Linked DNA regions of Mus musculus: region 2 is linked to region 1. The links are chromatin contacts, called in public HiChIP or PLAC-seq maps. All regions are on one chromosome and are shown on one strand. Each heading gives the region's core, a stretch centred on a gene start, on an enhancer-like site or on the middle of the called end of the contact. The rest is flanking DNA. Distances are from core to core; before and after follow the strand shown. Region 1 overlaps Tiam1 (T cell lymphoma invasion and metastasis 1). Region 2 has its middle 20 kb from the start of Tiam1.

Region 1 (5,207 bases), core at 1,080-3,579:
CTCACCCTTCAGATGGTCTCAAAGCATGAACTGGATTGCAAGGTCTGTAATTTACATTAGATAAATCCCACTCCTGCCTCACTGAAGTCAAAAGTTAACTGCACAAGCCACATTTCATTTCTGTGGATGGAGGCTGTGCGAGCCCCATCCATGAGCCAGCTGACGGTGGATGTGAGTTAAAATTATTAACATCGCTTTCCACTCCCCCGTGGTATCAAGAATTTTATTAAAATAAATGCAGCGATTACCCTTTCGTGACTGGAAGACAGACCTCCGAGGCTGCAGTGGCAAAGATGAGATGTATTTATTTCAAAGTTAAATTTGAAGCGGGAGGGGGGAAAAATCACAAGACAACAGATTGCAAATTTAAAATTAGATTCTGGTGGGAGGTCTTGGTTTCGAGCCTGTTTTTTCCCTACTGGATGCGGTGCCTGAAGCTGGGGAGGTGGGGGGGGGGGTCTGGGGGGAAGCTAAGATTAAACTGAAATGAAGCTTTGAAAGTTTGTACTAATTCAATACAATGCCTGAGCAGAGCTTTTGCCAAGTCACACATAAATACCCTTAACCCAAGAAACTAAACAAGCTTTATAGCAGAGAGGCAATGATCTTCAATTTAGATTAGTATTGTGACTGTATTTATCTCTGCTCTTTAAAGACAACGCGGAGCAGGAATCTATCATTGTTTTGAGGCTGGGTTTGGGAACCCAGTTTGCTTTGCTTTGCTTTTTTTTTTTTTTTTTTCTTTTAACAAGCATAATCCTATCTAAAGCCAGTGAGAATCTAAAAGACCCTGAGGGCGATTCACACAGGAAAAAGGCTTCACAGTACCAGTTCAAGCTTCCCATTGCATTTTGGGTTAAGCTAACGCCTCTCAATTGTTAGAGACCTGCAACTCTAAGCTGCAGAAGTGACTGGGAACTCCTGTCCCATCATGTCTATCAGGCATTGCAGTTTCAAGGGCTGTACTCTACTGTATGTGTCACAACATCTTTCAAGTCCTCCTCAGACACACAGACACACAGGGGTTCAAATCTGCATGCACGGACCTACCTTCAAAGGCAACAGTGGTGCCCAGCCCAACTGGCCCCAGGAGCGGTGTGGCATTTAGAGACTGAGGCTGGCAATGGTGTCAGTGGCTGGAGTCGGGACGTGTGTCAGGACCTGCCCCACGGGGTGCCCATCGGGGTCTCACCTGAGTCTGGGAGAATGTGCCAGAAACCTGAAGGAGATAGGAAGTCAGAAAGGCCATGGTCAGAAGGGAAAAAGAAAAGAAAAGCGCTCACTGACTCTCTAAGGTCAACTTGATGTGAAGAAATACAATGCTTGAGTAGAGAGACAACATTTAGCTACAGATATACAATGGCAGCTCGGTCAGAGACACACAGATGTGCCAGCAGCATTGTACGGATGGTCAGAGAGAACCCTGCAGACTGGGCTGTGGATTCGGGCATTGGCTGACAGGAGCAGGTTCCTCCGGGGATATTGTTCATTGTCATAAGAGTCTCACAGGGAAGGGAAGGGTACAGGGAACCTCCATAGCCTCACAGACTCCGCTGATAAAGAGAGTCAAGGAAAATGATACGTGATGGGGATCGGGGGGGGGGGGGGGTTGTACAACTTCAATCCACAAACTTTCCTGCCTCTGTGTGTTTCTTTAATATGGCAAACATCACACTCGGATAAAGCTCACAAGGAGAATGCAGAAGAAAGAAAGTAAAATGTATAAACAGTGATTTAGCAAAATTAATAATAATAACAATAACAACAATAAGAGCTCCAAGAATGACAGTGCTAACAGTTAACGGGCTTCTCATTGTTAACACCTGAAGCTGATCTTCTGAGGTGAAACCACAAACACTCAGCCTAGCAAAAAGGCCTGAAGTGTCTTTGAGTGAATGAATGCCTGTTACCCCTTCCCACTGGACCCTCCTCTGTGAGCTGCCGGCCAGTTGCAGCCACCCACCGTTGGTAGTTGATAGTTTCGGCGAGATGGGAGCCCAAGCTGGCAAGAGCTCAGACTGGGAACACAGAGAGAACTGAGTGGAAAGGGCCCACGCGGAGGCAGGAAGTAAATAAACCTATACGTCCGCACGGAATGGAACAGTGAGTTTTGTTTCTCCTTTATCTTGGGAAACGTGCTGTTTAGCCATGAAGCCCGTGACTCACGTCGGCAGGGGAAGGAACTGAAGTTCTAGCCGTACCCCGTTATTAGCCCACGGCGCGTGCTCTTTCCACGCTTGCCCCCACAGCCAGCCTGTTCATCCCCTTTCCTAGGCCCCCCCTTCCACTGCTCTCGGCAAATACCCCCCAATTTCAAAGCAGCCCCTGAATCGCTTAGGAACTGGCAGATATTAATAAGCAACAGCCCATTTATATTGAAATGGACTCATTACTGTGCCAGCTGCCAATGATTTGCAAGGCTGGCTCCTCGCTGGCAGAGCGGCCTGCAGGCGGCTGTCCCTCCACCTGCACCACGGAGGCTGAGAATGCAGTTCTCATCCTTAAAAACAAATTATCCTATCTACCAGAATTAAAATGTTTTCTATCTACATTCTTCCTAGACCCGAACAAAAGAACTAGCTGAAAAAGATAAAAGTATAGGATGTTATTCATGAAACACAAAGGGAAAGGACACTGAGCCTGTTTGGTAATTTCCCCCCTGGTTTTAGGAGGTGAAAAAAATGTACCCATTACCTTGTCTGTGGAATGGAAACACTGAGGTAGCCTAGAACGGAGCCCACACATGCTTGTTCCTTTGTAATCAGCAGATAAAGCTAAGAGCACAATGTGCCAGCAAGCACTCACTGTGGCTGCAGTGACCAGACACCACGGTGACCTTGGGAATGTGTGCTGGTAGCCTTGAGACTCACAGGGTTCTGGATAATTAGAAGGCGGCTACACACCAAGCTCAGGGGTGGGAGTTTGTGCCTGGGACCGCTGCATGCAGTCGTCACAACTTGGCTCTGCAAGTAGAATCTTCACTAGCAGTGTGATTAGGGGCAGACTGTTAATCCACCATCTAAAACTGGGGATAATAATAGTTGCAGACTATTGGGTTGTTGTGAGCATTAAATGAGATCATCTACGTTACATAATCCACTAGCTGCCTATCTGGTGATTGGTTCTGCTAAACGTGTACTATCTTTGTTGAATTTTTGTAGACCAGAAGGAGCACCCTAGGGGATGGGTGGGCTGTTGAAACAGGGGCTAGTAGATCACCTATGTATGCACTGAACAGTTTACGTGCCAGGTATCAAATGACCAGTTTGCGCAGGCGGTGGAGAACAGTACCCAGGGCTGAAAGTCCAACTGCCCCAGCCCTGTGGGATGATGATGATGATGATGATGATGATGAAGCCGCCATCTCGGAAGCTCTGTGTTTACGGCTTTTCCTAAGCCCTTGGGCTGCTCCACCCGGATGCCCCGAGGCTTGCTTGCCTCGGGATTTTTATTGTTTTGTCCTGTGTTTCTTTGCAGGTTCCAAGAACCCCTGTGCACGGGAAAGAGCATTGCACCTGTCTTCGAGGAACCTAGCTGCAGTGACCAGCCTCTCACTCGATGCATTCTGTAGAAGTGTGTTACTTCTTCCTCTGCCCTTGATATGCCCAAAACATCTGCAATGAGTCAATTACTGAGAACCACCAGGTTTCCTTCCTCTCAGAACCTAAACGTGAGAAGACGGGTAGGGCAGGGTCAAACTTCTGAACATTTATCTCATATACAATAAATGCCAAGAAGATTTAGATTTTATTATTCATATTAGCTCCCAAATCAGGATGCAGTAGATGGGGTAGATGGGATGGATGGGACAGACAGACAGACGGGCAGAAGGGATGGATAGATCAGACAGCTGATCTAGGACACCAGAACGTTTTAGTATTTAAAAAATAAAGAATAAAGAAAGTTCATCAGTTTTCATTTTTCTTTTAAACTGTTACTTAAAGACTTGGAGCGACATTCGTACAGAAATAATGTAAAACAGAGGGGCATGCGAGATGGTTCAGCAGGTAAAGGCTCCTGCAACCACGCCTGAAGATCTGAGTCTGATTACAGGGGTGGCCAGGGTAGAAAGAGAAAGCCGCTTCCCACAAGATGTCCTGTGAGCTCCACGCATGTGCCATGATGAGTGCAAGACTGTGTGTGCGTGTGCATGTATGTGTGCATGTATGTATAAGTGTGTATATGTGTATGTTTGTGTATGTATGAACATGTGTATATCCATGTATGTGTGCATGTGTGTATACATGTATATGTGCAGGCATGTATATGTATGTTTGTGTATGTGTGTATGAGTACATGTGTGTGCATGTGTGTATGTGTGTACATGTGTGTATGTTTGTGTACATGTGTGCATGTGTATATGTGTTCATGTGTGTATGTGTATGTGTGTGTGTCCACCTGTCTGTGTACACATTCCCACACTTACAAATAAAATGAAATTAAAGATAGAAACAATACAGGAAATTACTACTGGAAAAAGAAACACAGCAGAAGCAGGGGGCAGGGCTGATAAACAACTCCTGAGCTACAAATACAGCCAGCTTCACATTGAGGGAGCTCTGGTTACAGCCTACTCAGACAGGAGCAGGACATCTGTAAAACTCACAATGTACACATCAGCTTCTCTGTAGGACCCATGTCCCTGCTACAAAGACAGACACCCAATCCTTCTTCATGGGCTCGCTCACACATTTCATGCATGTACTTCTTTTCTTGACAACTGATTGGAACAGAACCACAAACCTACATCTGCAAATTCATTTTGGAAGAGGTGCAGTGTAACCCTGCTGCAGTGTGCTGGCCGTCATTTCCTGAGCTTTCCCTGGACAGCGATGTCCGTGCACCGCACTGGACCATGGCTGAGGGGTAGACAGCGGCAAGGCAGACATTCTGACCTGACCAATGAAAGGACCAAATTCTCCTGGGGTCAATGACACTTCCGAGAAGGTTGTGTTTGCTTAGTGTTTGCAAACGCTGAAGCTGTGGTGAGGATTCACACACAAGGTGAGTGTCCATGGGCTTCTCGGGTGAACCACACAACCACTGAGAGCTGGGGGGCTGGGTCAAGGGTCTGAGCACAAAATCAATTATCTCTCAGCATGGATGAACGAGCAGGATATGGATCCCAATTCTTATCCCATAAAACATGAATGAAACGATTTTTAGCTCAACGAGGTTTTTTGTTGTTGTTGTTGTTGTTGTTGTTG
Region 2 (5,405 bases), core at 1,771-4,270, 71 kb after region 1:
GCCTATTCCATGGTGAACAAGGGGTGCCAAGATCACTTCTTACTCTGTTGCTGCTGCTGTTGCTCTTGTTGTTGTTGTTTAAAGAAAAAAGGGGCACTGTCCACATTTAATCTGTGAGATTTAGGGGCTGTGTTCTGATGGAGGATAGTAACCATGTGGCTTTGTATCCATCTTGGTTGGTGACCTCATCAAGACAAAGACCACTTGACTTTCTTACCATCTTTGTCAAAGCAACCACATAGCATAAATCGAAATGGTAACAGAGTGGAGTGCAGTATGGAGTTAAGCAGTATGCAAGTACTACAGGCTCTCTTACAAAACCTGTCTTAGGCAGCGAGTCCCTACTGGTCCTGCAGTCCTATGGCCGACAGGTAAGACTCTAGGACACACTCCTCTCTAGAGCAGAGAGTGCATGGTGCTCACAGCTGCAGGGGGTTGAGGTCCACCAGGACCTGAGAAGATCACCACACCTAGTATTTCCTAATATTTAACTAACTCTCTCTCTCTCTCTCTCTCTCTCTCTCTCTCTCACCATCCCACATCCCATCCATCATGAATTAGCCAATCACATCAGACTGTGATGCTATGCTCTCACCGTGGGGTGAGACAGTCACCACCCTCCTATAGGATAAAAACCAAGTGGCCTGCCCACCTTGTGTGCCTGCTTACCCAGGGTTGGTCACCGTACACCTTTCTGAAAGCTGAGTTGCCTTGCTGAGTTATTTTTGTGGGAGAGACACCAGAAACACTCCTTCCCAATATCATCTATGGCAAATGGCTCACAACTGTCCAAGGATACAGCCTAGGATGATGTATGGCCCTCTTCTGACCTCCATGGGCACCTGCGCTCAGTGAGCATACCCCTACACACACACACACACACACACACACACACACACACACACACACACAGAGAGAGACACGTACAGAATTAAAAGTAAGTCCTTAAGAGACTGAACATACATATATAATAATAAAAGGAAAGAAGGAAAATAGAAACTGTATTTGTATTCTAGCCTTAAAATCCCCTCCTTCAATTTGCTCAGCTGTGTTTCAATCAGACCCTTTTGGCATAAAACCCACACTCATTAAATTTAACAGACCACTTTCATTCACACCTGAACCCAGACAGTTATCTATGGCTTTAAAAAAAAAAAAAAAAAGAATCGGAGGCAAACAAAAGACACATGTGCACAGTCACAGGCTCACTTAAAATTCACGATCGGAAACCACTAATGTCAAGTGTGTCTTTAAAAGTCATTAGCAGTCACCTGGAAATCTCCAGTTTCTTAACCTGCACACTGATCAAGTTTACATGTTCTCTTTCTACCCAAATCTCCAGGCGTTTTTTCTCATTTCTTCTGTCCGCAGACAACCTTTTATCTAATTCTTGGAGAAACTCAGAGTGACTTCCACAAACTTGAAAGGCTACATAGCCCCCAGCAAGGCTCTGTCTGCATCTACACACTCCCAACTTCTTGTACACATAGGTAGCAATCATATCTAGAGCCAGACTCACCAACTGAGACTCCTTCCCACCCCACCCAGACTCAATCAGTACTCCACACATCGTTCTCAGTGTGCTCAAATTATAAATACACAAATCGCTCTGTTCTTGCTTTCTCATCCAAAAAGTCTTGGGGTTGCTTGTTGGGTTAGTCAGGGTTCTCTAGAGTCACAGAACTTATGGAATGTCTCTATAGATTAAGGGGAATTAATGGAATGACTTATAGGCTGCAGTCCAGTTAACACAACAATGGGCAGCTATGAATGGAAGTCCAAGAATCTAGTAGTTGCTCAGTCCCACAAGGCTAGGTGTTTCAGCCGATCTTCTGTATAAACTGGAATCCTGAAGAAGTGGGTTCCAACAGATGTGCTGGCACATAAGTGCAACCAGACAAGGAAGAAATGCTTCCTTTTTCCATTGTCCTTATGTAGGCCTCCAGCAGAAGATACGGCCCAACTTAAAGGTGTGTACCACCAGGCCTGAATTTGGAACTTGCTCTGTCCCAGGCTGACCTTGAACCCAAAGATCTGCTTGCCTCTGCCTCCAGGGATTAAAGGTGTGTACAACCTTGCCTGGGCCTAAGCTTTTCTTGGCTGCTATGCCTCAAGCTCTGGATCACAGGCGTCCCTCCATCTATAGACTATACTTCATTCCAGAAGCAGTCAAGTGGACAACCAGGAATAGACCTCACACTCATTGTCAACTGGGCCCTATTCTTTTCCCTTTCTCTTGACTCCAAGGCATCTAGACTGCCGTCCACTGCCATGTTCCTCTCCGACCTACAAAGTGGCAAACCTAATGCTTCTTCCTCTCCATCTTCGCCATGGTTGACGCAACCTTATGCACTTACAATGCTATGATTTCTGCCCTTGCCAGCCGCCATGATCCTTCGATCCCGCCAGTTGCTTCTGCTGACTCCTCTTCTCCGTATTGGACAGTTCTGGAGCCTCAAGAAGACAAAGATTGCCTTTTCAGTCTGCACTCAGTGTTTCGGGATGGGATACGCACTGACCCAGATCCTATTTCAGGGAAGGACTTGCTCTCTCAGGGAAGGACTATGAATAGTGGGCACCCCATGGTGACTGAATCAGGAGGGGTAGAGGCATCCAGAGATCAACTATGACAGGTGCTCTTAGCTCACTGACAGGTGGCCCTATAGAACAGTGTGATGTCTCTGCCCAAGCATGCATCCTCTCCCCACCCATTCTAAAAGGCTGATTCTCCTGAGAACGATCTTCCTCCTAAATGTCACCATCTTACTGTCCTCGGAGATCCCAGCCTGCCTCATGACTATCAAATACCAAGACTTCCTGGTATCTCTCCACAGGCGTCGGGACACTGCCTCTCCCTGCATGAGACCATGTTCAGATACCCAAGTGTGAGCTAATCCTTCCTTCCAGGCAACCTTCCCAGCCCAGCAAGGGGAACTCAACCCTCCCAGTGGCTCAGGCTGAACTGCAGCGAGGAGCGGTTTGCACATCTCTTTCGCAACCCACATCAAATTAGTCAGAAAATTCTATTGCACCCTCTTCAAAGAAAGGAGCAAATCTGAATCTCTTTTCTCCGTACTTTGCAGTCAGCAGAACCTGGCCAGGACGCTCTCTACAGAATTATACAAAAGCTTCTTCATGGGGGTGGGGGTGGGAGCTGTCTCCCTTTCTTTTCTGCTCTCTGCAGCCCACTCTACTTGGATCTCTAAAACCATGGGTTGGATCCATGGTTCCTCTGCTCAGGGGTAAGAGCCTCAGCAGGCCCTGTAGAGCTGGACACCATCACTGCTTCTCTGCCTATGTCTCCTGTCCCTCCCATTCTTGTTCTTGCCAAGGAAGCCACACTTGCCCCACTTGATGCGACTGAACTTTCTGGACACTTTCTTTCTCAAACATGCCTGCCTGCTTTACGTCTTCATCAAGCAGTCCCCAAATTTCTTCCTCTTCCCCTCAGAATAGCCCATCCACCCAGAGAAGCTACTCTGTCACGTTGTCAGGAACACCCACCACCTCTTTATAGCCTAGGTCATTCGGTTATTAATATAAAATGAAGAAATAACCAACAGTGGGTACTAATCAGTAGCGAACAGGTTTTTATTGTTTAGAAGCAATCTACAGAGATGAGAATCTCTGTATTTCCAATGACCAAGAACCTAGATTGATGTCAGTGTCTGGCGTGTCATGGAGCCTAAAGATAAAAAGACTTGTTGAAGCCAGGTAATAGTGGCTCATGCCTTTAATCCCAGTACTTGGGAGGCAGAGGCAGGAGGATTTCTGAGTTCAAGGCTAGCCTGGTCTACAGAGTTATTTCCAGGACAGCAAAGGCTACACAGAGAAACCCTGTCTTGAAAAAACAAAACCAAAAAAAAAAAAAAAAAAAACTTGTTGAGGGAACAAAGTATGTCTCATTTTCACATCACTGATAAAATAGAATAAGGCACAGAAGTGGGGAGAGGGGTGAAAGAGAGAGAGAGAGAAGCTAAGGACAGGGTGACAGCACGGTCCTGTAACCCCAGCAGTAAGGAGGCATCGGTAGGAGGAGCCAACGTTTATGTTCATATAGGTTTCTAGCATGAGGCCAACTCCGCGAACATGGAACAAAGAGGTTTATCACAGAGTGGGGAAAAAAAAAGTGGGTGGCTGAAATAGGCTAGATATGGTCCCAAATGCAGCAACCGCCAGACTCGAAGTCCTACAACCTCATAGAATACAGCCGCAAATGCTCTGAGTGTTACAGCAGAGTCAGAAAAGGCAGGGACAGAGGGGAAAATTACACGATGCCCTCCAGACAGGAGGTTAGCTAAAAATCCAAGTTCCCAACACGAGCAAGAAGCAGCAGGAGACGATGAACCAAGGTCTAAATGAACCTCCCGGCCAGCCGAACGCCACCTCAGCAGACGGGAGTACAACAAGACAGGCTGAGGTATGACCACATCAATTACAGCTACAGGTATAAATAAAAATAAAGAAAAAGATACAATGGTATCTGTAACAGTGTCGTATTACCAAAAAAACAGGAGAAGATAAAAAGAGTTAAAATGCTTGAATCCTTGTGTTTTCTGGTAAGAGATAAAAGTACAGAGACAGACACACACAGAGAGACACGAACAGAGACACACACACAGAGACACACGCACAGAGACACACACACAGAGACATATAGAAAGAGACATATACACAGAAAGAGGCAGACAGATTTTGTAATCTAATATAACTATGATAAATGTTGTGACAGGAAGAGGGTTTTTTGGTTTTTTTGAGACAGGGTTTCTCTGTATAGCCCTGGCTGTCCTGGAACTCACTTTGTAGACCAGGCTGGCCTCAAACTCAGAAATCCGCCTGCCTCTGCCTCCCAAGTGCTAGGATTAAAGGTGTGCACCACCACGCCCGGCTGAGGGTTTTTTAAATAAATAGGAAACGTATAAGGGGGGAAAACAACATAATTCTGAAAGAGTGTTATAAAGAACGATTTATAGGACTATCCACAGGACCAGAGCTACAGTTGGATAGTCCAGGGGCTCCTGCTGCCAGGCAGGACAGGACAGCCTAAGCTTGATCTGCGGGGCCCATGTGGTAAAAGGAGAGACCGAACCCCCACACATCTGCCCCACTGCACATCTGCCCAAACACATACACACACAATTACCTAATCAACTCATGACAATAAACAAAAGTATACAAAGTCAATATTCCAAAAGATCAGCTCTCAAATCAAAGGATGACAGGTGGTTTGAACAAGGAGTTTACAAATGAGGATAGTCAAATAAATTAGAATTGGGAAATGACATTGTGAATTATGAAAAAAAAATTAAAACCAGGAAATCCACTTATTAGCAGAATATAAGCAAAGTGGAGAATAATGCCAAGGTCTCCCTAAGGATAAAGTCGGAAGGCACTCTCTAACACTG

The links. HiChIP or PLAC-seq counts read pairs in DNA pulled down with a chosen protein or histone mark.
Region 2: a contact with region 1 is called in an H3K4me3 HiChIP or PLAC-seq map of bone marrow-derived macrophages, with 2.2 times the contacts expected there. The contact joins two enhancer-like sites. A contact is called at or near these places in 1 of 39 promoter capture datasets (the C10 cell line), 3 of 484 Hi-C or Micro-C datasets (CD4 T cells, CD8 T cells and Th1 cells), 3 of 115 datasets of contacts at active chromatin or transcription factors (the HPC-7 cell line, PVALB interneurons and bone marrow-derived macrophages) and 5 of 9 other capture datasets (adipose tissue, embryonic stem cells, liver and 2 more).

What each region holds. Positions count from the first base shown.
Region 1 is chr16:89,907,497-89,912,703 of GRCm38.p6, forward strand. Tiam1 (T cell lymphoma invasion and metastasis 1) reads right to left here. Exons shown (of 28, transcript NM_009384.3): 3 at 1,051-1,219. Among named protein-coding and RNA genes, the nearest start is that of Tiam1, 51 kb to the right of the region's middle. Within about 2 kb of position 2,330, at least 29 of the 459 cell types and tissues checked have an H3K27ac peak or open chromatin away from gene starts, as enhancers often do. A contact at or near this core is called in bone marrow-derived macrophages, where this site is marked.
Region 2 is chr16:89,977,626-89,983,030 of GRCm38.p6, forward strand. It overlaps a transcript of Tiam1 not described here. Among named protein-coding and RNA genes, the nearest start is that of Tiam1, 20 kb to the left of the region's middle. Within about 2 kb of position 3,021, at least 18 of the 459 cell types and tissues checked have an H3K27ac peak or open chromatin away from gene starts, as enhancers often do. A contact at or near this core is called in bone marrow-derived macrophages, where this site is marked.